Linked DNA regions of Mus musculus: all the other regions are linked to region 1. The links are chromatin contacts, called in public HiChIP or PLAC-seq and capture Hi-C maps. All regions are on one chromosome and are shown on one strand. The core of a region is the stretch at or near the end of the contact, and the rest is flanking DNA. Distances in the headings are between cores, read along the strand shown. Region 1 overlaps Shcbp1l (Shc SH2-domain binding protein 1-like). Region 2 overlaps Nmnat2 (nicotinamide nucleotide adenylyltransferase 2). Region 3 overlaps Nmnat2 (nicotinamide nucleotide adenylyltransferase 2). Region 4 overlaps Nmnat2 (nicotinamide nucleotide adenylyltransferase 2).

Region 1 (5,878 bases), core at 1,104-3,603:
ATCCAGGAACTAGCTGGTTTGCCTCAACCTCAGAGATTTATTTAAGGTGTGTTAGTAACTCTGGTGAAAAACATCTGATTTTAGTTAAAATATTTGTCTTTGAAAACAAAAGACTAAGGCCAGCATTTTCTATTCCAAATTAGTTTCCAGGGGTTGTGGGTGCATCAGGAAAAGTAAGGCCAAATAAAAGCTATAGAGGCCTTGAACACATTTAGGCAATGGTAGGTGAGACCTATAATGTATGACTCAGTATTTAGGTGTAGAGAAGTTGGCCAGTTCTTCCCATTAACATGTATCCCAAAGTATGTAAAGTTACAGGTGCTTTTGATAATTTTTGAAATTTCCAGTAAGTTGCTAGAGTTCTTTGGGGAACAAGAAATCCTGGAAAACCCAGGCCCTGTGGCATGTTAGGCAAGCACTATTAGTATGTAGTCCTGTGTCTGCATTGTTGGAGGGAGATCAGATCAATGGGGGCCAAACATCATGACTTCCTCTGTTAACAGTCTGTTAAAATTTGTCATTTCCATGTGTGTGAACACAGAGTTTAGTTACTTCATTGCATGTTACATCTAGTCTGATCTCTGTTCTCTTAAAAAAAAATTATTCCCTATATCTTAGTAGGCCTTAGCTTGCTTATAAAATAATTGATCCTATACCCAAAGCATTACCCTTTTGCTTAGAGGATAATTTCTCTGTAACCACTCTTACAAGCTGTACTAGCCATGAATATTGATGGGTTTTGGTGCTTTTGATCTTTACATGGTATGAAAAGTAAGAATTAGAAAATCCCACATGCTCCATTTGGGGTGGAATAAATAACTTTGAGAAATGTGAAGTTGAGTTGTATGCACTGTTCACCCCCCTATATGGTGGGAGCCTAAGATTTGTAGTCTGGAGTTACAGAGAACCATTGAGTATAGTCATGTTTTTCAGTATTGAAACTCAAGAGCCCTCCATAGGTCCAGAACTTGTTCTTCCAGCTCTAGTTTCCCAGATTTGGATGTTAGTCGATGTCATTGCCACAGTCTCAAAGCAGTGATCTCTTCACATGAGATGGAGGTCTAAGCACCAGTTAGATTAAGTAGCTTGCATAGTAGATTATCTCACTGCACTTAAACATGCTTTTCTTTCATTTTTTTAAAAGATTTATGTATGTGAGTACACTGTAGCTGTACAGATGGTTGTGAGCCTTCGTGTGGTTGTTGGGAATTGAATTTTTAGGACCTCCGCTTGCTCCAGTCAACTCCGCTCGCTCCAGCCCTAAGGTTTATTTATTATACATAAGTACACTGTAGCTGTCTTCTGCCACACCAGAAGAGGGGGTCAGATCTCATGGATGGTTGTGAGCCACCATGATGTTGCTGTGATTTGAATTTGGGACTTTAGGAAGAGCAGTCAGTGCTCTTACTTGCTGAGCCATCACTCTGCAGACCAGACTGGCCTCAAATTCATAAATCTGCCTGCCTCCGCCTCCCAAATTCTGGGATTAAATGTGTGCCACCACGCCTGGCTCCAACATGCTGTTCTTAATATGAGCATTAATTATATAGTGTAGCCTTACTACCCTATAGTAAGAAATTGAAAGGAGGTTATCAGATTAAAAGTTTACCACAGAAAACAAACACCAGTTTCTGGAAGCCATGTTCAGATTAGAATCTGGAGTTTGGTACCATGGGGACAGATCAAGAGAATATGAATGGGGTCATCTTCAGATCTGTCCAGACAGCAGACATCCAAGCACAATTGTCACAGAGCACATTGGATTGGTGCTAATAAAATTGTTTTTGACTTCTAAAACAGTTACTGAATTTGAAGGTTTTAGGTATAAATCACTTTTTGGAAGTGCAAGGATGGATCTGTATGCCTTTTAATTGTGGCTGGGACAAATGCATTTGTCAGACTTTGTGATCCTTCAGGTTTTAGCTGTGTGAAAGACTGGGAACCTTGGTAACAATCTTAGTGGCTAAGTCCTTTGTCCAGAACATCAAAAGTTTGTGGAGTTGCTAAAGAGTGGGTGGGGGTTTCAAAAGCCATTTAAAAGGCAGTGTGATCTGGGCAGTGGTGACTCATGCCTTTAGTCCCAGCACTTGAGGCCAGCCTGGTCTACAGAGTGAGTTCCAGGATAGCCAGGACTGCACAGAGAAACACTGTCTTAAAAACAAACACCCTTCTGAGTGAATTCGAATCTTGAGTATATACAAAGGCTTACGGGAGCGGGGTGCCTTAGGGTTTCTGTTGCTATGCTGGTCAAGCATCTTGGGGTGGAAAGGGTTATGAAGGAAGTCTTAGCAGGGACTGAAGCAAACTGCCTTGCTCAGTCCTTCCCTACATCCAGGAGCACCTGTCTGGGAGTAGCTGGGTGTGGTGGAGCACACCATTAATCACAGCACTCAAGGCAGAGAGGCAGGTGGATGGATCTCTTGAGTTCAAGCCAATCTGGTCTACAGTGTGAGGGGGTTCTAGGATAGCCAGGGCTGTTACAACTCAATTGAGGCCCTCTTTTTTTTTTTTTTGGATGCTTATCAAGTTCAGAGGGAGTAATGTGACAAATGGTAGAATGTGTGCTTAGTACTTGTAAGGCTCATGGTTCTGTCCCTGGTTGGTATGCACACAAAGAAGCTGTGTATTGGTCCTTATCAAGGAAACATCCCATTGAATTTAGATTCCCTTGGCTGAGAAAATACAGGTTGTAGGAAAAATAGTTGTCAAAGACATTAATGTTCCTAGTTCTCAGGAACTGTCGAAGCATACTTTATTATGACAAGGTTCAGTTTGCTTATGTGGTTTAGGTTAAGGTCTCTGGGATGGGGAGGTATTCTGGATTATCCAGGTGAACCTAATTACCAAAAATGGCTCAAGCTGGCCACTAACTCCATCTCCCTGGGACTGGGATCATAGGCATTCTTCATTCGGGTGGGGATTCTGTGGCGCTGGTGCTGGAACCCAGGGCTTTGCTTTCACATGCCAGGCCAGTACTTCACCTTCTGAGCTACATCCCCAGCCCCTTAGCTATGCTTTCTAGAGTAAATTCTGTGGCATATGACTCACCTTTATAAAGCTAGAATCTTAGCCAACACATTAAAACCACTAATTGAAAGACAGCAAGCATTTAAACATTTTAATCTTTGAATTTAAAACAACCATTTCTGAGATACAAGAATCATTTATCACATTCCTGAACTATAAAACACGAACGAACACCTATCCAGACACTTTACCCGGTGACTATCCTAATATCCCCCTTTAAGTTGGCTTCTATCCTGTTGTTGTTCATTTCCACATTCAGAGTTTGCATGACTTTGGAGAGCATTTTGTCATCTTTCTTATCTCCTGAAGCAGCCCCTTTGTTGAGAGCTGCTTCTGCTACAATAAAGAACTGTTCCGATGGCTGAAGAATGCTCACTCCATAGCCATTGTTGTTGTAGATATGATTGTTCGTCATCTTCAGTTTGGGTGCTGGAAGAACCTGTTAAATTGTTTGAGAAAATAAGCTGTCCAGTGATTTGGTATAAAAACAACAAACTTAAGATGGCACTGAGACTGACTCTGGAGTCAACAGGGTTCTTTAAAGCTACAACAGTTAGCTTCACATTCATCAACCTTAGTACACATGTGAATGAAAAAGTATAGGGTTTTTTCATGTTTTATCCTAAACTGATATAAATCATTGTAGCTAGGGGATGCAGCCTGTTAACGTCTGTAACATGATCAAACATGAAAATTATTTCAGGCCGGGCAGTGGTGACGCATGCCTGTAATCCCAGCACTTGGGAGTCAGAGGCAGGCAGGCAGATTACTAAGTTCGAGGCCAGCCTGGTCTACAGAGCAAGTTCCAGGACAGCCAGGAAACCCTGTCTTAGAAAACAAAACAAAACAAAAAAATTCAGACAATATGGTAAAAAATACAATAGGCCAATAAAACAGCATGATTTGATAAAAGGACAGGCTGCCAATAAACTAGAATGCTCGTTACAAGTAACCACTTCTTTTAAGAACAGTGATTATAATGGAGTATTCACTCATTACAGAGAAATGTGTCTCAGGTAAAAGGTTAACATGAACATACTACACAGGGAACTTGGCAGGGATCTGGTTTAAACCATACTGTGGAATAAGGCTCAAGGATATGCAGGGGTTTGTTGTTGGATTTTGCTTGCTATTTACTTTCCATCCTCCTGCCTCTGCTTTCTTTCTTGGCTCTGCTCACGCTGGCCTTCAGGATGCTGCAGTTCCACTCATCCACCAGGCAGTGTCGGTGTTGTGCTGTTCTAAGGTGTCATGGTGATCAGTGGGTTTATGTTTTAGTGACAAGTAATTTCAGCATCACTTTGGAAACTGACGGGTACAAATTCTGAGGCTTTACTCCAGACCTACTGAATTGGTAGCTAGGTTGTACCTCTGCAAGAATGGTTAAAAGTGGTCCTGATGCCGGGCGTGGTGGCCCACGCCTTTAATCACAGCACTCAGGCAGAGGCAGGCGGATTTCTGAGTTTGAGGTCTACAAAGTGAGTTCCAGGACAGCCAGGGCTACACAGAGAAATCCTGTCTCCAAAAACAAAAACAAAAAAAAGTGGTCCTGATGAAGCTAACCCTTTTTGAATAACTGAGAAATACTTAAGAACAGAAATTAAAGATAAATTGGGTATTTCAAAACTGACCTTACAGTGCTCCCTTGTACATTTTCCCCATTACAACCAGATACCTGATTTTATTGAAAACTCTGTGGGGTCATTGGCAGCATGGGTGGTCTACTGGTGCTGACTGAATATCCTTATAATCTGAAAATCCAAAGTCTCACTATATAACAGCCTTGCCTGATCTGGATCTCACTGGGACCAGGCTGGCCCCCAACTACTAGAGACCCATCTGCCTTTGCCTCCAAAGTAATTGGCTTGAAGGTCTGTGCCACCACAGCATGCCAAGAGTAGCCTTAATTCCTTTCCTTCCTGCTTTTCTTTCCCTCCTATGCCCCTTCTTTCTCTCCTTCTCTCCCCTTCCTTCTTTCCAAGACAGTCTTAAGAAACTTCTGGCTAGCCTGTTATTTGTTATATTATTTGGGCAGGCCTGGAATTCACACCAGCTTCACACCAGCTCTCCTGCCTCAGCCTTTTGAGAGTTAGGGTTATAGGCACGTACACTACATTTTATCTCAAAAGTGTTTTTTTTTTAAAGATTTATTTATTTATTATATGTAAGTACACTGTAGCTGTCCTCAGATACTCCAGAAGAGGGCATCAGATTGCATTAAAGATGGTTGTGAGCCACCATGTGGTTGCTGGGATTTGAACTCTGGACCTTTGGAAGAGCAGTCGTGTGCTCTTACCCACTGAGCCATCTCACCAGCCCTCAAAAGTGTTTTAACATATTCTCTTAATTTGCTGCTTTGTGTTGGGGCAGCTGACATAGAATCTCATATATAATCTAGATTGGCCTCACTGTGTAGCTAAAGATCTTGAACTCCTGACTTTGGCTCCTAAATGCTAGGAATACAGACCTGCCTACAGTATCTATTTGCTTTACTGACCTAAAAATATTACACATCTAGTCAATGAAATGTCTGTTACATGAGAGCAGAGCCCGCCTATTTTCTCCTTCAGATTGACTTTATGCTAGGCCTGGTGGCCTGTGACCCCAGTTACTCAGAAGGCTAATGCAGGAGGACTATAATTTGAGGCCGGACTAGGCTATTGAATCCCAGGCCAGCCAGGGCAACTGTGCCTCAGAAGATAGTGGGGACATTGTCAGTGGGAGGGCTGGGCTGACCTGTTTACTCTCCACCTTGGAGGGGTGGAGTCTGCAGAGATAGACCTGTTCCCCATCAACTACCATGTACTGTGTTTTATTATAGGTAGGAATCCTTCTCAAATAGAAATAGTAC
Region 2 (5,878 bases), core at 1,232-3,731, 410 kb after region 1:
AACTGCTGGAATATTGCCACAAAATGAGCAAGGGGACACAGTGTCAGAGTAGGTGACTCCCACCTGAGAGAGCCTGGCCCAAGAGAGGCATAGCCCTGAGAGCCAAGACGCCCATAGAACCTGGAAGGCTCCATTTCTCAGCTTCCCTCAGGTTCGTGTTGTGAAGCCCAGGGGAACAAATACCATGCAAGGCACATGAGCATGGCAGATGTCCAAGAAGACTGACAGGAGTGGCTGTCTCTCTCTCCTTCAGCATCAGGAAGAAGTTCTGAACTATGAGTGAGAGGAGGTAGAAAAGGAGATAAGGAGAGATGAAGTTCTGAAATTTCTCAGAGGGTAGCAGAAATGCCAACTCTGAAAGTCTTGCCAAGGGGGAGCCAGGCACCATGAGCTCAGTAGAGTTTGGGCATAAGAAAATGAAATTAAATATTTGCACAGTAGACTACAAACTGGCACTTGTGATGTGGAAATGCATTCAGACTTGTTTCTCTTACTTTATTTCCAGACCCCTAATTTTGACTCAGAAGGCCCTGCTCTATCCTGGATCCCCAGCTAGGGTGCAGATGTTCCAGAGGTGAACCAAACAAACCCAGTCCTTGCTCCATGGAACCTATAGCCTTGCTATATTTGTTTATTAGCGCTGGTGTTTATTTTTAATAGACATACGCTTGTGCGTGCATACACAAACACGCACGTGCATGCATACACATGTGTGCAAATCAAGCTGGCATGAAAGCACACTTGAGGGAGCTGTGCTGCAGTGTCTGTCAGGGGAAGACATATGAGAAGAATTCTCTTGACCTGGAGATGTGAATGAAGGAGAGGATCCAGGAGCTGGAGGCTTGGAGGTTGTGCTTCTCATGTGCAGAGAGTGCAATAAACCAAGACGCTAAGGCTCTAGAGCTCAGTTCTAGAACATTGGCTGGATCAACAGGCACCGTTTATGTTGGATGGTCTCTGGGAGGTAGCGTGTGTGTGTGTGTGTGTGTGTGTGTGAAGTTGTTAAGTAATAAAGAAAAAGCAAGTGGTATAATCTTACTTATGTCTTTGTTTTGGTTTGATTTTTGAGACAGGGTCTCACTATTTAGCCCTGGCTGTCCTGGAACTCACACTGTAGACTAGGCTGGACTCAAACTCAGAAATCTGCCTGCCTCTGTCTCCCAAGTGCTAGGATTAAAGGTATGCACCACCTCTCCCCAGCTACTTACATCTTAAGAAAAGCCCCTGGGCTGTGAGAAGAATAGATCGAGAAACAAAATCATCACAGCCAAGATGAGAATCCATTTATTGGAGGGAGGAGAGAGGATGTAGCTCTGATGTAGAGCAACTGGATAATCAGTGTCAAGCAGGGTGCCGGGAGAGTGGGACCAGTCTCCACCCTCACAGGATGGAGGGAGAGGGGGTGGCAGGCACCACACCATTTCCCCAACATGTACTGAGCTTTTTTTAATGGAAAAGTGGAGACAGAATCAGGAAGGAGACTTCTTTCAGTTAACATGACACATTATGGAATGTGTTGACTTAGCACTACTGAGCCAACAAGCCCATGGGCCATGTTGGCATGCATCCCTTCTTCTCCCAGCAACAGCTTCCTTACTGCAGCACTTTGTGCTGTTTTTGGTCCAATGATGCTTTGAAACTTCAAATAACTTTGGACCTTGCTGGGACCAGTAGTTTTCAGATCATTCATTTGCCACGGACCAAGTAACAGGATGGGGAGGCTGAGGAGAGTGGGAAATGTTTGTCCGACCGCATGGAGTTCTCTGCACACCCACACACCAGGTCACTTTTCATTGTCATAAAGACATTTCTTAGTGGCTCAGGCAGCTCTCTCGGGAGCAGTGCCTGGAGATTTAGAGTCTTTGGATGCTGGTCTTTTCTGTGTGTCCCAGGCAGCTCCTCGCTTGTCCTGTCCCTCCTCTTCCTGGCTCCCCCATTTTAGAGGTGCTGGCTGTCAATGCCACACATTCTCCCTGACATCCTCTGTAACTCTGCAAGCAGCTTTCCTGCAAAAACCCTTACTAAATGTTGGAGCTCATCATATCAGCTGTCCCTGAAGCTCCCTGGCAGTCATGGAGTGGCTACAGCCAACACTCCAGCCAGAATGAAGAGAGCAGGAAAGAGGAGGGTGTTCTTGGAGAAGAGCATCACCTGGTATTTCACACCACACAGAGCCCTGAGAGCACAATGTAGATAGGTCATCTAGAGGTCACAGGTCATGACCTCACTCCCTGTCACCCTGCTCTACTCTTTCTCACTTCAGAGGTCCCAATGTTCTACTCTGAAGCTGAGATCAGCTAACCCTGAATGCTCAAAGAGCATTCTCAAGAGAGAATCCTGGGCGCTCCCAGAAAGGTGAACCAAGTCTTTCTGAGGAGTGCCCTCTGGTGGAATTCACCATCTCTGCCCCCTTGGGCAATGCCCTTGGACAATAGGCCTTTGTTCTCTAGATCCTTTGAAGGGGAGTGGAAAGCAGAGCGAATCCCTGCAGAGCCTCAGGCTGAGTCAGCACCAGTATTGTTGACCTGCTCTTTTGTGCACAGTGTCAGGAGCTGGTGACTCTCCTGGCTCTAGTCCAGGACACTTGCTTCTCTCTGTCCTGTCTGCTAGCCTCCCAATGCAGTGCTACTGCCGTGTGGCTTAAAGTCTTTTCATCCTGTGGAAGAGATCTTGAGAAACATCGTCTTGGTCTACAGTGTTTTTCTGTACTGGCTTGGGGACCCACAGTGATAGGAAATTGACACCCAGTTTGTGAACTCTGACCCTTTCCTTCCCCACCCTTAGCTGAAGGGACTAGAATAGTAGTCGATAGAAATCCTGCCTTGGATATCTGGATGAGAAGACAGCATACAAGAGAAGGGAAACGTGCAGACAGCTCTTGTGGAGGCCTGAGGGGCTACTGTGGACCATTTCTGAGCTGTTCATGCAGAGGAAACAATTCTGCAGAAAGAACAGTGAATTAGATACAGAGCAAGAGGAAAGAAGAGAGGGCAGATACTCTAGTGGCTCCCCAGTGCTTTCTAGGTTTGGGGTTCTGGCTTCTCTGAAGTTCATTTCCACCTGTGGGGTTCATGATTTCTTTTTCAATAACATACTTCTTGCTAAAATGATTTTTATCTCTAACACTCCACAAATAAGAACAGCAGCAATGATACCATCAGCAATTCTCCTAAGAAACAGTGCTAATTTTAACACACCCTCTCTGTCTGTCTGTCTGTCTCTCTGTCTCTGTCTGTCTCTGTCTCTCTCTCTGCGTGAGAGAATGTCTTACTTAGGGATTTCTTGCTGTGAAGAGACACCATGACCACTGCAACTCCTATAAAGGAGAACCTTTAACTGGGGATGGCTTTCTCTCTCTCTTTCTCTTTCTTTCTCTGTCTCTCTGGCTCTTTCTCTCTGTTTAAGGGTATTAAACACTTAGAGCCAAGTTGGTGGGATACACCCATAATCCCAGCATTCAGTGGGCAAGTCAGAGCTGTGCAGAGAGACCCTGTCTCACAACAAAGCACAAAAAGTTGCTTATAAGACTTAGTCCAAGCCGGGCAGTGGTGGCGCATGCCTCTAATCCCAGCACTTGGGAGGCAGAGGCAGGCGGATTTCTGAGTTCGAGGCCAGCCTGGTCTACAAAGTGAGTTCCAGGACAGCCAGGGCTACACAGAGAAACCCAGTCTCAAAAAACAAAAACAAACAAACAAACAAAAAGAACAGCCCTTAGCAGCTCCATTACAGAGCCTGTCATGTAGATGACTCTGCTGAGACTATTATCCAAGGCCTAAGGTCTCCCAGTGGTGGTTTGAATAGACTCATGTATGTGAACACTTGGGCCATAAGGAGTGGCACTATTAGGAGTTGTGGCCTTGTTGGAGTAGGTGTGGCCCTGAAGGAAGTGTGTCACTGTGAGGTGGGCTTTGAGGTCTCATATGCTCAAGCAATGTGTGGAACACAGTCTTTTTCTGCTGACTGTGGATCAAGATGTAGAACTCTTCAGCACCACATATGACTGCATGCTGCCATACTCCGCTATAGCGATAAAGGACTGAACCTCTGAAACTGTAAGCCAGCCCCAGTTAAACAGTTTCCTTTATAGGAGTTGAAGTGGTCATGGTGTCTCTTCACAGCAAGAAATCTCTAAGTAAGACATTCTCTCATGCAGGGATACGACCAAGGCCAACCGTTCCTTCCCACCGGCATCCACTGTCACTTTTCTGACAAGTGTCTGCCTTCCTCCCTCCTCCATCTCATACAGGAATCCTCAAGGTGAGATGCAGGCAGCTACAGTGGCGGCTGGGCCCACACTTGGCTGAGAATGCTATGGAGCATCCCGAGCAGGTATTGCGGCTGAAAGGTAACCTCATGTATCTAGCCTGTCCTCTGAAAGATGTGGGCGGGATCCATGGGTGACAGCACACCCCGGATAGAGATCATGTTTATTTACCCCCAGCCTGTGCCCCAGCTTTGATGCTGGGGCTTTCCCTTACCACCAGATATCAATCAGAGGGTACCAGGGTTCAAAAGACACTTCGCGGGGCTTCCAGGAACAAGGAGTTGGGTGGGTGCCACACAGTTGGAGCGGTTTGTTAGGAGATAGTCATCTCTAAGTGTCCTGAGCAAAGAGGACAACTCCGGGCAATGCCCACATGCTTGGGGCTTTCATGTCACAGTGCAGAGGCTTGGGGGTGGGGGTGGGCATTGGCTTCCCTGGGTCTGCTCCATCAGTTAAGTGTAGTTCTACATACAACTTCATGCATCACACAACTGCACATCTCCACCACCGGGGAGCGTTCCTGTATTAGTATTTTAATGTGCCATGGGTACCTTGTGCTCATTTGCTTGTGGGTACAGTGTGCCCCTAGACTGAGCCAGCCTTTGTCTTAGCCAGCTGGCTTCTTTCATATGTTAATTTCGAAGCCTTTGCTTAAGGACCTCCCACTCTGCCCTTCTCTCAGGCTTCAACTCCAACCCCATGAATGGGGGGAAGAGGTGACTGGTTGTCTAGCAAGGAAATTAGGTGAGATAGAGCAAGGCTGTGGTGATGGAGAACCTGTGTCTGGAGCCACCACTGGCTCAAATTCAGATCTACCATTCTCCAGCTGCGTGAATGTAGGCCGGCACTTAACTCTTTGATGTCTCTCTTGCCTGCCTGTAAAACTGTGTCTGTCACACAGGATCAGTATAAGCACTGCCTTAAGGAACACTAGGGAAGCATTTTGAATATGGTCCAGCATACAGTGTAAACAAACCCTACAAGCCAGCAGAGCCTGCTTGGTGGTCTGTAACTTCAGCTACTCAGGGGCCTGAGACAAAAGGGTGGGGGTTCAAACTGAAACAAAGTAACAGAAACAAACTGAAACAAAGTAACAGAAACCCAAACTCTGAGGTGTGGGTTAGTGCTAATGTGCATGCTTAGTGTGCTGATTGTTCAACGCCAGAACCGAATAGGAAGGAAGGGAGGGAGAATGGGAAGAATGGAAGGTCGGAGGGAGGGAAGAAGAAGAAAAGGCAAAAGTTCTCTGAAGCTCACTGTCATGGTTTGTATATGTTTGATCCAGGAAGGGGCACTATTTGGAGGTGTGGCCCTGTTGGAGTAGGCATGTCACTGTGGGTGTGGGCTTTAAGACCCCTATCCTAGCTGGGCAATGGTGGCGCATGACTTTAATCCTAGCACTTGGGAGGCAGAGGTAGGCGGATTTTTTAGTTCAAGGCCAGCCTGGTCTACAGAGTGAGTTCCAGGACAGCCTGCGCTACACAGAGAAACCCTGTCTCGAAAAACAAAACAAACAAACAACAACAAAGACCCCTATCCTAGTTGCCTGGAAGCCAGTGTTCTGTTAGCAGCCTTCAGATGAAAATGTAGAACTCAGCTTCTCCTGCACCATGC
Region 3 (5,878 bases), core at 2,097-4,596, 370 kb after region 1:
AAAGCTAGTGCAAGAAAGTGTTGGTGGCTTTGTTCTTTGTTGTTGAGGAGGTGGGCCAAGAATGTGGACATTTTGTATGCAATGTGACTCATGGCTCTGCTACTTCCTCACTGTGACCCTGGGTGAGACCCTCGAGCTCCCTAGAAGAGGCAAAGAAAAATGTTCCCTTTCACATACTAAATCCCTACTTAAGGCAATTTGTATTTATATTTAAATCCTTCAGAAGGCACATTCTCTTCTCTCCTCTCTCCTCCCCTTCCTCCCCCTTTTCCCTTCTCTTCTGCCTCCTTCTCTTTCCCTCCCTCCTCCATTCTTCCTTCTCTTTCCTTCCCTTACGCCTCTTCCTCCTTCCAGCCTGACCAATTCAAATCCTGGGCGGGCCCTCTAGGTGATTCTGAAGACTAAAGAGTTTACCCAGCATCCCTTACCTGCAGTGGGCTTGGTGGGCACATTGCTGTTCTGGTAAATGGGCTGGGTGTTCTCATGCTGTGGCTGTCCGATCACAGGTGTCATGGAAGGTGTGTTGACGTTGGAGAGGATGCAGCCGGTCACCCTCTGGGGAGAGGAGAAGCATTTAGTCAGTGTCCTTAGCCCAGGGGCACTGAGACTCATGGCCCAATTGCCCGGTGGATAACCATCTCAGGCAGAGGGAGTCAGCTTCAAGCTCAGGGAGGGTCCTGGGGTTGGCTCTAGATGCAGCTGCACCACATGGTCGACACTGGCAGGAAACAGGGTAGCTCAGCAAGATAAGCTTGGGAGGGTATCACATACCCCTGCTCCCCAGTCCAGGGTTCCCTCCTAGCTATGTGACCTTAGACAGTTAATTGTTCCTGAACCTTAATTTTAATTCAAGTATGACATTATAGTTACCTTTTTTCTTTTAAAAGAAACAGCATCTGATGCATCTCAGGCTAACTTCCAACTGTGTAGTTGAAGATGACATTTCACTTTCCTTTTTTTATTTTTTATTTTTTGAGATGGTTTTTTTTTTTTTTTTTTCTTTTTTTTGGTGTAGCCCTGGCTATTCTGGAACTCACTCTATAGACTAAGCTGGCCTCAAACTCAGAGATCCACCTATCTCTGCCTCCTGAGTGCTGGGGTTACAATCTTCAGCCATCCCTTGCAGTTAAAACAAAACAAACAAACAAACAAAAAAACCAAAACAAACAAAACAAACAAAGGAATCTACATGTAGGTGGAATTCAGCCATAGTCTCCTGCCTTAGGAGTTAGCCCAGTTAGGCAGGCCAATCTCATGGCCAGAGGACTGCCACTCACCTCAGGAAGGCAGGCCTACCTTAATCCATTTCATCTGTGGCAGAATTACCTGAGCACGTACGTGTAAAGTCCGTGACACCTGGTAGGACTTGATGTAATCTCTGTGTGTCATGACTCACATGAGATCATATCTGTGAGGGTGCTCTGCAGGCCTGGGAAAGGTCAGGCTGACCACAGACCTCATCACTCCCTCAGCCTCTGCCAGCTAGACATGTCAGTAACCAGCTAGACACCAGTGCCATAGACAGCAGGATGTATTGTGTCACAGGAAGTGTGGGGTGTGTTTCAAGGCCCCTCAGGCCTGCCCATCACACCTCAGAACCACATGGTGACTTGAGATACATTATCCCACATCCTGTGTTATCACGCCCATTGCTCCCTCAGTGATGGAGAACGTACAGGGCTGAGAAAGTAGCTTTCTCCACAGTGGAGACAGAAGCAACCCACCTTTACCCAGGGTCAGAGGGCGACAGAGAATCATGAGATTAAGTGCATAATTAAGGTCCCTTCCCCAAAAGCCATTATCTCCCAGGTGAGGGTACCCACTGCATTTTCAGGATTGGAGTCCTGCTGTGAAAGAACCCTCAAGCCCCAGGGATGAGCAGGAAGACTCTCTGGGCACAGCTTCTAAAGGGGATCCTGCAGGCGGAATGCCTGGAGTCCTGAGCCCTAGAAGAGCGGGCATTTGTTTGGTGGGCTAACCCATCACTTCTGACTGCTCCTAACATGAGGAGGTCACAGGGACATCCAACTGCATCTGTAAGACAGCTTCCCAGCCTGCTTTGTGGGATCCTCTGCCCAGCTGCAGCTGATGGAATGAAGAGGTAATCTACAGTCTTTAATTATTATTTTACCACCAGAAAAGACAGTGCCACACTGGCACTTAGCAGCTATTCTGTGGCCAAGGACATTTCTTCTCTTTCTGCATCCTTGGTCCCATTTACCTTGCTCTGCCAGGAAGGAAATGATTGGCCATGCACACCCCACCCCCACCATTGCCTGTCCCTTGCTCGGTGCTCCATGGCTCTCCTGTCCGCAGCAGTTTTTACATACCCAGCCTCGAGTGGCCACCTCCCTGGCAAGTTCACCAGGACCACCAGCCTTATCCCAGGACTGGGAAACATGGAGTTATCAGGAAGCAGCACTGAGCTCTGGCTGCAAGGCTGTGGGCCATCTGGAAGCTACACTATCAGCCAGCCTCCGAGGGCTGCCTCCGCGGGCTGCCTCAGCTGGAGCTTGGGAATGTGTTTCTCTGGCTCAGGTTCAAGCTCTGGGCATGAGTAACAGAGGAAGTGCCCAGAAAGCCCGGGCATTTGGACAACCCAACAATGGCCAGGCCCTTATGGCCATTATGCCCAGGTCAGAGCTCAAGAATACCAGAAGGGTTTTTGGCTCTCCATTTCTGAAGCTTCCTTAGGGTCTCTGTGTGACTAAAAAAAAAAAAAAAAAAAAAAAAACATGGATTCCCAGATGACACTCCTCTCCCCAACTCAAGTGGCAAGTGTGAGAAATAAACTGATGTAAGCCACTGATAATTGTGTTTGTTACCACAGCACATTTTCACCTATCCTGACTGACACACCTTTATACAGGAAATTAGGTATCTTAAAAAAAAAGTTGTATCGTTCATTCTATGTATGTATGTATGTATGTATGTATGTATGTATGTATGTGTCTGTGTGGTAGGTGCATAGGAAAGCAGGGTCTACAGACAACAGAGGCATCAGATCGCCTTGAACATGAGCCCTCTCTAACTGCTGAGCCATCTGTTCAGCTCGGAGCAGTCTTTTATCATTTGGTTGTGGACACTTCCCAGAAGAGTAAGTGAGGCTGACCTGTCTCACCGTCTTTCCAAGATGACCAAAAACCGAATCAGGACAGGAATGAAGGGTTCTGAAGATAGATGTTCTGTCTACTTCCACAGAGGAAAGTAATAGGTTGAGTAGCAGAGTGTTCCATGCTCCCCCTGCTCCTGGTCTACTAGGATGTTCTGGGACCCTCATCTCATGTAGTAAAATGAAGCCCGGATGTGGGGGTTGGTGCAGTGCAGGGCGGTCAGAGGCTGCTCAGTGAAGAGAGGGTGGTGACAGCCCCTCCAACGGCAAGGAGAGGGCTGGGATACAGGTCTCCTTGGATCAGAATGACCCGTTTTAGGTAGCACGGGGCCAAAGATGTTCCACTCGCAGTGTGCGGAGATGACCACAAAGGGCAGTGTGCTGTATCTGTCAGCCTATCTGTAGTCTCCCCTTCCCCAGCCTGAAACCTGCTTGCTCAGGGGTGGAGCTTCCTGCTCATTCGTTCTGCCACGCCCACTGCTGGAACCTGCGGAGCCACACACGTGCACCTTTCTACTGGACCAGAGATTATTCGGCGGGAATCGGGTCCCCTCCCCCTTCCTTCATAACTAGTGTCGCAACAATAAAATTTGAGCCTTGATCAGAGTAACTGTCTTGGCTACATTCCTTTCTCTCGCCACCTAGCCCCTCTTCTCTTCCAGGTTTCCAAAATGCCTTTCCAGGCTAGAACCCAGGTTGTGGTCTGATGGCCGGACACAACAATTGGCGAACCAACTCGGGACTGAGAAACGGCAAAGGATTTTTGGAAGAGACGCTGCTGGTTCGGAGCTCCATAAAATAAAGGATAAAGGAAATTCATACTGGAGAAGGTATGGGCTAAGCTGAGACAGCGTTAAACCCGAGCGCTGGTTCACTTAGGTTCAGCAGTGAGGAGCTGGGTAATAGGCGGTAGGCCGTAGCTCTCTGAAGCTACATGAGGCGTGAGAAAAGAAAGGGTTTATTAAAAGGAATAGGCAGATTGCCCCAGTTAATAAAAAATGCATCATAAGGGAGGAAAATGTCCCAAAAAGCAGAGAGAAATATCTCTCTGGGCCTTATAGCAGGAGTACTCTGTTCCCTTTTGTGTCTTGTCTAATGTCCGGTGCACCAATCTGTTCTCGTGTTCAATTCATGTATGTTCGTGTCCAGTCTGTATGAATGAATGTTCTATGTTTTATGTTGGATAATAAAGATGGTATAAAAAACTTTATCTGCAAAGCCGAGAGCTGCCACGTGTTTCAGCCAGGAATCAGACACATGGCGGGAGGGCCCCTGCTGGAAAAACTGTTCGTTTTAGGAAATAAGGGCGAGTGCACAGCCTCTAAGTTTCGGAGTAAAAAAGCTAATAAATGGTTTATGATTAATGTGTTTGACAATGGTAAAGTGTTTTTTATTCTATGATTGTAGCTACAAAAATTATTATTCTCTGATTGGTCTAAATGTAACTGCTTCATTTGGTTCTTTTTTATTGGTAATGTGCTCTGAGTGTTTTCACAATCAGCTCATAAGTTGTTGGTTAAGATTAATAATTGTTACATTGCTACAGATGGTTAGTGTTAAATTTGATAACTCAAGTTTAGAGTCCTTCCGACACATGGCATAAAGCGGGCCAAGAGGCTGGGTCTCTAAAGATATTTCTAGTTTAGGTAATAATTAATGTGGTTCGTATCCTAAATAGTAAAATTTAAGATAAGATTTAAAGCAACGTCTTTTTATTAAAGCACTAAAGCTTGCTTTAATAGGTATTCATAGGTATTAATTGACATCCAAACTTTGTAATATGATAGTAATGCTTCTAATATTGATTTTAAAGATAATAAATTGTTTTAAACTTGGGTTTTACTTTCCCAGGGTTGTAGGTATTATCCTAACCTTGCACAAAAAACTTAAAAATTATGGTTAAAACTGCCATTGTTCCATTGACTGCAAGCTTGCAGTTTGATTTCAAATTTAAGATCTTTAATTCACCTGTATACTGTAATTAAGATAATTACAAGAGTAATCATCTTATGAGAGCGCTCATACAGCTCACTTCATACAAAACTGTGACAGAGTTATCTAGTTATGTTTGTCTTTATAAATAGATTAGACAAACAGTTTGGTTATAGTTGCTGCCTGGCAGGAAACTGCAGTACGGGCAATTTTTTCACAACACTAAAGTTGTAAAGAACGTTTTAACTGTAAGTCATCTTAAGAAAGAGTATCAAAATTTAGAGGCGTAGACAGTTATATTGTTCCTCTAAAATCGGTCCTTATTACAGGAGGGCCAAGATGCTCAGATTAAAAAGTATTTTACGTTTGAGTCAATACATGGCTCTGGGCAGCCCCAGAGCGGCTTGTGGCCTTTCTTTTGTTTTGCAAACAGTGCCTGAGAAAGTTTTTTCCCTGTGTTCAAGAGAACTTCTTTTTAACAGTGTTACAGATCTATTCAGAAGTTTAAAATAATGCTTTAATTCAAAGAGTTTTGCTTCTAGTGAACTGTAACCACTAGAAAATTCTGCCTCTAGGTATGGCTAATGTAACTTTACATTATGTAAGAAAAAATTTTATTGTTTCTGCTTCTATACAAGAAGCCAAGAGTTTTAATCTTTCAGTGTATATTGTTTCCTAAGTGAAAAGTATTTTATTAACTAATGCTTCTTAAAGTTTACCTTAAATCCTTGCCCTCACCCAAAAGATTCAGAGACAATATCCTTTTATTACTTAGGGTTTTAGTTTACTACAAAAGTTTCTACAAAAAATAAAGCTTTTATAATTGTTGTTAAT
Region 4 (5,878 bases), core at 2,426-4,925, 340 kb after region 1:
GTGGCCTGCCTTATACTTTTACTAATAAAGCCTGGCTTTACCAGCACTTGGAACTAAGAGTCTACAAATAAAAAATCCTCTTCTTCCCTCAAGGCAACTAAGACCAGTTAATGTATTGTCCCCTCAATTAAAAGTAAACAACTGGGCAGTGGTGGTACACACCTTTAATCCCAGCACTCAGAAGGCAGAGGCAGATGTATCTCTGATTTTCAGGCCAGCCTGGAGTGAGTTCCACAATAGCCAAAGGCTATACAGAGAAACCCTGACTTGAAAACAAAACAAAACAAAGCAAAACAAACAAACAAAAAAGGATCTAGGTATAAATATATGAAGTCCAAAGAGAAGAGTGAATGCTGGCAACAAGTGTCCACTTGAATCTAAGAGTCGTGTGGTGGTTTGAGTGAGAATTGTTCTCTAAGCTCATATGTGTGAATCCTTGGCCTCCAGTTGGTGGGATAGTTTAGAGAGGATTTGGAGGCGTGGCCTTGTTGGAGGAGGTGTGACACTTGGGGCGGGCTTTGCGGTCTCTCTGCCTTAAGACTGTGTCTAAAGATGTATGCTCTCAGCAACTGCTATAGCAGCCTACCTGCCTGCCTGTCTGCCTGCTGCTGAGCCCCCCACCATGACGGTCTCCTTATCTGAAACTTGAAGCTCAAGGAAACGCTTTCCTCTATTAGTTGCCTTGGTCATGGCGTCTTATCAGAGCAATACAAACGTAACTATGACAGGCTGCCACTGACTGAGGAAAGCTATGGAAAATTTTAAACTTAGCCAAAAGGTCCCTGACCATTTGCTGACCATACCTGCTCTTGGTGGAGCTGACTACAGACATGGGATGGTTGATATCATCCTTCACAACCATGATGTTGTTCTGGAAACAGAGCAGAAAGAACGGGTCACCAATCCCTCTCAGGGGCTACTCTTGTCCCCTCACTCTTCCAGCCTCCCAGAACTTTCAGAAGAGGGCAGTATCTCAGAGGTGTACCAGCAGGGGATGGAGGACTCACTTTGTACTTGCGGAGTATGGAGGAGTGATTCATGATCCGGTCTGTGTCCGCTGCATCCCTGGGTACCACGACGATCCCAAAGTCCCCAACAATCACTTCCATCTAAAGAGAGGGGGGAAGGGGGAGAGGGAAGGAGGAAGCGAGAGAAACAACTTTGGTGAAAGCTGTCACCCCCAACTTCCCAAGTGGCCACAACAGAGTAGAGTGACATTCTGTTGATTTGCATGGAACATCAAACATTAGTTTTCAATTTACCTTCTTTGCTCCATCAGTCAGCAACCTGAACCACTGCCAGTAGCCCTGGTAGAATGAGTGAGAACTTTGTCTGGCACAGAGGACGCTTAGGAAATACTTCTAGAATGAATGGATAGCCTTTTGTATGTCTGAACAAGGCCTTTCTAATCCTCAAAGCTCTTGTTTGAGTTCACAATGTTGCAGAAGAACAGGAGTAGCCAGTAAATACACTCACGGGTGAAAGTGATTCCACTGGCCAGCACGTTTACCTCAGCCCTCACAGAAGGGCAGGAGAGAGACTTTTTCTCCCTTCTTTTATATGGCTCGCTCCTATGCTGTGGGACTCCAGGGCAGCCATAAGCAGAGACACACTCAGAATGAATCCTTATGTGTATGGGTAGTGATGGGGATGCTGGCTAATTTACACAGGGGTCACTTCTGAGATCAGCCTTTGATAGGAGCTTGATTCATTATGAAAAATAAAATCCTTTAATTACAAACATACAAAATAAATAAACATTTGAGGGAGCGTTGTTGAGAAAGGATTTTGTTATGTAGCCTAGTCTAGCCTCAAACCCACCATCCCCTTGCCTTAGCCTTCCAGATGCTGAAGTGACAGGCATGAGACATCACATCAGTTCTTTGTTTTCATTTTTCTAATTACAAATATAACACAAGCTTGGGAAGTACAGGAGAAAAAAAATAGAAATCAGTCTCAAACACACTCTCCAGCAGCCACAGTTGACCCAGCATAGCCCAGGGCTTTCTGTCTGTCAAGAGCTGTGTAGATCCACATTATCACTCAACTGCAAAGGAGGCATTAAGTTGTAGCTTAATGGTAGCGTGTTTCCCTAGCATGCATGAGGCTCCTGTCCCAAACACTGCAAATAGGAAGAATTAAAAATCGGGGCTGGAGAGATGGCTCAGCGGTTAAGAGCCCTGACTGCTTTTCCAGTGGTCCTAAGTTCAATTCCCAGCAACCACATGGTGGCTCATAACCATCTGTGATGGGATCTGATGCCCTCTTCTGGTGTGTCTGAAGACAGAGACAGTGTACTCATATACATAAAATAAATCTTAAAAAAAAAAGAATTAAAAATCAATTGCTTAAATAGTAATTACCTGCATTCTCTTCTTGTTTTAGATAAGATTTATTTTGTTTTTAAACTCTGTGTATGTGTTTGTGTTTCTCTCTGTCTCTCTGTATGTGTCTCCCTTGCTTTGTGTGTGTGTATGTGTGTATCTCTCTCTGTCTCCCCCACGCTATGTGTGTGTGTGTCTCTCTGCCTCTGTGTGTGTGCACATATGCACATACTTGAACGCAAGTGTCTATGAGGGTCAGAAGCTATGCCCCTGGAGCTGGACTTACAGACAGTTGTGAGCAGCCGGATAAGAGTGCTAAGAATCACACTCAGGTCCTCTGTAAAAAGCCACGCACACTCTTAACTACTGAGTCATCTCTCCAGCCCCAACTTGCATTATTTCATTTATTCATATTTCATATTGCGAGCATTCTGCCACATCATGAAGATGACCTGGGAGCTAGCCACACGGCTTAGCAGGTACAAGGCCTTTTGGTTTGATGGCCTGAATTCGGTGCCTGGAACCCACATGGCAGAGGGGGAACCAGCTCCTGCAGCCTGACCTCTGTGCCATGTTCTCCCACACTAAACAGATAAATGAAAAATCATGTGCAAGCGTGGGGTCTAGCCTTTTCTGTAGCTCCTCCTAGTCAGATAGTATGGAACCTTTATAGTTACATCTGCGTTTTTTGCAACCTAATTTTTGTACATAACACTTTGATGACTATCTTTCTACATAAACCTTTTATCACATCTCTAATTATTTCCTCGGGATAAGAAGTAACATAATTGGACAAAAGGATGTGGAAGTATTTCAAGCTCTTGAAACGTATTACCAAATGGCCTTCTAGAAATGTGCTGATGTTCAGTTCCAGGAGCTAGGAATTTACAGCATCTGGTAGCAGGGTTAGATCCTGCCAGTTCTGGATCTCACAGGAGGAGGAAGGACGTTGCTTGTAAGCAGTTCAATCATTGAGCAAGACCTGCTTTAGGGGGAAAGGACTCAGAATCCCCCCCCCCCCCATAATTCTTAAAGCTGGTTTCACAGAAGCAGAAATGATGAAGATCTGTGGTCCATTCTTCTCTACCAGAAAGGTGCACACTGTCAGAATGCCATTGTTAGCTTAATTCTGTGTGTGTGCATGTGAGTGTGTGCATGTGTGTGTATGTGTACCTCTGCGTGTGAGTGTGTGTGTGCATGTGCCTGTGTGTGAGCGTGTGTGTGAGCGTGTGTGTGTGTGTGTGTGTGTGTGTGTGTGTGTGTGTGTGTGACATATCCTTGGGTGTTTCTACCCACCTTTACTCTGCTTTCCCTGTGGCTTAACAACTGCTTAACATAAAATTGCAGCTAGGGCTGGGCGTGGTAACACATGCCTATCTTTGGTCCTAGCCCTTTGGGAGGCAGATGTAGACAGATCTCTGTGAGTTCAAGGTCAGTCTAGTCTACAAACCGAGCTCCAGGACAGCCAGGGCTGTTACACAGAAAAACCCTGTCTCCAAAAACAAAAACAAAAACAAAAACAACAAAAAAAAAACAAATCAAAACAAAACAAAAACATCGTTAGAACTCTGACATTGCTAAAATAAAAGGTCAGCCTTGAGCACCCTGGGGTGGGAGTGTGTGGGGGTGGGGGTAGGGGAGACTACAAGCTAAGCATACAGTATCAGAGCCTCCACCTAGTCATGCCATCTGGATATGGAGCAGCATACAGCATGGTTTATGTAGGTGGGGTTCACATTAAGTTTGCATCAAGGCTTCTGTCCTATGGGCCTGGAATGCTCAGGAGAGGCAAGGCAGGAATCTGCAGAGAGCTACAGCTCCTCTTGTCAGTTGTTAGACCCTGCACTGGGTTCACTGTTCAGTAACCGATTCTCACACTTGCCTACACACTAGAGTTGCCTGATGAGGTGGGACATTGAGATGGCTCTGTGGGCAAAGACACTTGCCACCAAACCTGGAAATCTGAGTCCAATTCCCTGGACCCACGTGGTCGAAGAGGACCAATGGCTATAAGTTGTCCTCTGACCTCCACACATGAACTGTGGCATGCATGCATGTTCACGCACGCACGCACGCACGCACACACACACACACACACACACACACACACACACACACACACAGAAAACAAAGAAGTCAAAACAAACAAATAAATAAATGCAACTTTAAATTTTGAAACAACAACAATAAAGAATTACCTAGGAAACTAAAAATTCCAAACATAGACTCATACCCAAGATCAATTAAACTAAAATGTCCCAGACAACAACAATCCCCACCCCACCCCCCCACCCCCCAGGTGATTCTGGTGTGCAACTGAGTTCATGAGTCAGTCAAATATAGAATTAGAACTGGAGGGCTGGTAAGATGGCTCAGTGGGTAAGAGCACCCGACTGCTCTTCCAAAGGTCCGGAGTTCAAATCCCAGCAACCATATGGTGGCTCACAACCATCTGTAACAAGATCTAACTCCCTCTTCTGGAGTGTCTGAAGACAGCTACAGTGTACTTACATATAATAAATAAATAAATCTTTAAAAAAAAAAAAAAAGAATTAGAACTGGAAACATGGGCATGCCAGGGAAGATAAGGGAAGGATAAACTGAGAATTCACTGAAGTAGAAGCACACAGAGATCCTTAAACTGCCTGTTCCTGCAGATGTTTTGGGATAATCTGGTGTGAGTTAAGTAATGGCAGGCCTGCTTCCCATCGCTTGACTCTAACAGCCAGATAACGCACATTTGATGGGCGCTCTCTGGATGATGTGTGTGGTAAGGGAGCCATTCAGAGCAAATGTTCGAGTTGAAAGCATGAACGGAATGGCTCTGAATGGCAGTTGGTGCCCACGAGGGAATAGCTCTGTGGCTGACGTGAGTGCAGCTGCCTGCTGCTTTCCACTCAGGATCAAATGATCTGACACCCAATCAGGAACCATGCCAAGGCTTGGTGGGTGGTAGGCAGATGGAGCCTTTGTGGCTGGAGATGCTTCTCCTTTGTAATAACAGGTGACAGATTTGCCCCTGGAGACCACCAATAGATTGAGGAGAAGAGCCCATAAGACCTGCACATTAGCAGTCCCTCTTCCTGGCTTCAGGTCAGACACTAGAGATAATCTCTGCTGTTCTAGGTGGTGGGTTTTTCATGCCAGAGAGTGTAAGGATGGACAAAGGTGTCAGGTAGAGAGTTGTCTGCCCTGTAGAACTCAGCTGCCCGTCCTATCCCCTATGTCTCTGGTCTCTGGCTCGGGCCCCCAGCTAGACTCCACATCTCCTGTTCTCCTTCCTCTGTAGATGACCCTTTGGGTCTCTATGCTGATTCCCAGTCCTCTCAGACCCTGACACACCAGACTCCACCAGGCTTCCCTGTCCTTGGACCCATATTGACAACCACAAGTGTTTCATTCCATTTCAAAGCTAACTGAAGGACACACTAAAGGCTCTTGAATCAGTATTTCCAGCATAGGATATATTTCTATCTTAATATGTTCATGAATCTCTGGATCCATTATTGTAAAAAGGCTCTTTGGGAGTTTGAATGAGACTGTACCTCAGAGGT

The links. HiChIP or PLAC-seq counts read pairs in DNA pulled down with a chosen protein or histone mark. Capture Hi-C pulls out chosen DNA fragments and counts their contacts.
Region 2: an H3K27ac HiChIP or PLAC-seq map of embryonic stem cells shows a contact between it and region 1, with 4 times the contacts expected there. The contact joins two enhancer-like sites. A contact is called at or near these places in 4 of 39 promoter capture datasets (the C10 cell line, cranial neural crest, embryonic stem cells and 1 more), 1 of 115 datasets of contacts at active chromatin or transcription factors (embryonic stem cells) and 1 of 9 other capture datasets (embryonic stem cells).
Region 3: a capture Hi-C map of embryonic stem cells shows a contact between it and region 1, with 2.3 times the contacts expected there. The contact joins two enhancer-like sites. A contact is called at or near these places in 3 of 39 promoter capture datasets (the C10 cell line, embryonic stem cells and pre-B cells), 1 of 15 datasets of contacts at CTCF or cohesin (large pre-B cells), 5 of 484 Hi-C or Micro-C datasets (B cells, the G1E-ER4 cell line, brain and 1 more), 3 of 115 datasets of contacts at active chromatin or transcription factors (embryonic stem cells, epiblast stem cells and extraembryonic endoderm stem cells) and 1 of 9 other capture datasets (embryonic stem cells).
Region 4: a contact with region 1 is called in an H3K27ac HiChIP or PLAC-seq map of embryonic stem cells, with 3 times the contacts expected there. The contact joins two enhancer-like sites. A contact is called at or near these places in 6 of 39 promoter capture datasets (the C10 cell line, the HPC-7 cell line, HPC-7-derived erythroid cells and 3 more), 3 of 15 datasets of contacts at CTCF or cohesin (CD8 T cells, large pre-B cells and pro-B cells), 11 of 484 Hi-C or Micro-C datasets (the 63-12 cell line, B cells, the G1E-ER4 cell line and 6 more), 5 of 115 datasets of contacts at active chromatin or transcription factors (embryonic stem cells, epiblast stem cells, extraembryonic endoderm stem cells and 1 more) and 1 of 9 other capture datasets (embryonic stem cells).

Annotation. Positions count from the first base shown.
Region 1 is chr1:153,449,801-153,455,678 of GRCm38.p6, reverse strand. It overlaps Shcbp1l (Shc SH2-domain binding protein 1-like), which reads right to left. Exons shown (of 10, transcript NM_001033162.2): 10 at 3,105-3,466. The coding sequence ends at 3,215. Among named protein-coding and RNA genes, the nearest start is that of n-TIaat13, 5.9 kb to the left of the region's middle. Within about 2 kb of position 2,353, at least 17 of the 459 cell types and tissues checked have an H3K27ac peak or open chromatin away from gene starts, as enhancers often do. A contact at or near this core is called in embryonic stem cells, where this site is marked.
Region 2 is chr1:153,036,869-153,042,746 of GRCm38.p6, reverse strand. The region is part of intron 1 of Nmnat2 (nicotinamide nucleotide adenylyltransferase 2); the gene reads right to left. Among named protein-coding and RNA genes, the nearest start is that of Nmnat2, 85 kb to the right of the region's middle. Within about 2 kb of position 2,481, at least 107 of the 459 cell types and tissues checked have an H3K27ac peak or open chromatin away from gene starts, as enhancers often do. A contact at or near this core is called in embryonic stem cells, where this site is marked.
Region 3 is chr1:153,081,014-153,086,891 of GRCm38.p6, reverse strand. Nmnat2 (nicotinamide nucleotide adenylyltransferase 2) reads right to left here. Exons shown (of 11, transcript NM_175460.3): 5 at 429-555. Among named protein-coding and RNA genes, the nearest start is that of Lamc2, 100 kb to the left of the region's middle. Within about 2 kb of position 3,346, at least 51 of the 459 cell types and tissues checked have an H3K27ac peak or open chromatin away from gene starts, as enhancers often do. A contact at or near this core is called in embryonic stem cells, where this site is marked.
Region 4 is chr1:153,107,373-153,113,250 of GRCm38.p6, reverse strand. Nmnat2 (nicotinamide nucleotide adenylyltransferase 2) reads right to left here. Exons shown (of 11, transcript NM_175460.3): 9 at 1,008-1,109; 10 at 804-871. Among named protein-coding and RNA genes, the nearest start is that of Lamc2, 76 kb to the left of the region's middle. Within about 2 kb of position 3,675, at least 30 of the 459 cell types and tissues checked have an H3K27ac peak or open chromatin away from gene starts, as enhancers often do. A contact at or near this core is called in embryonic stem cells, where this site is marked.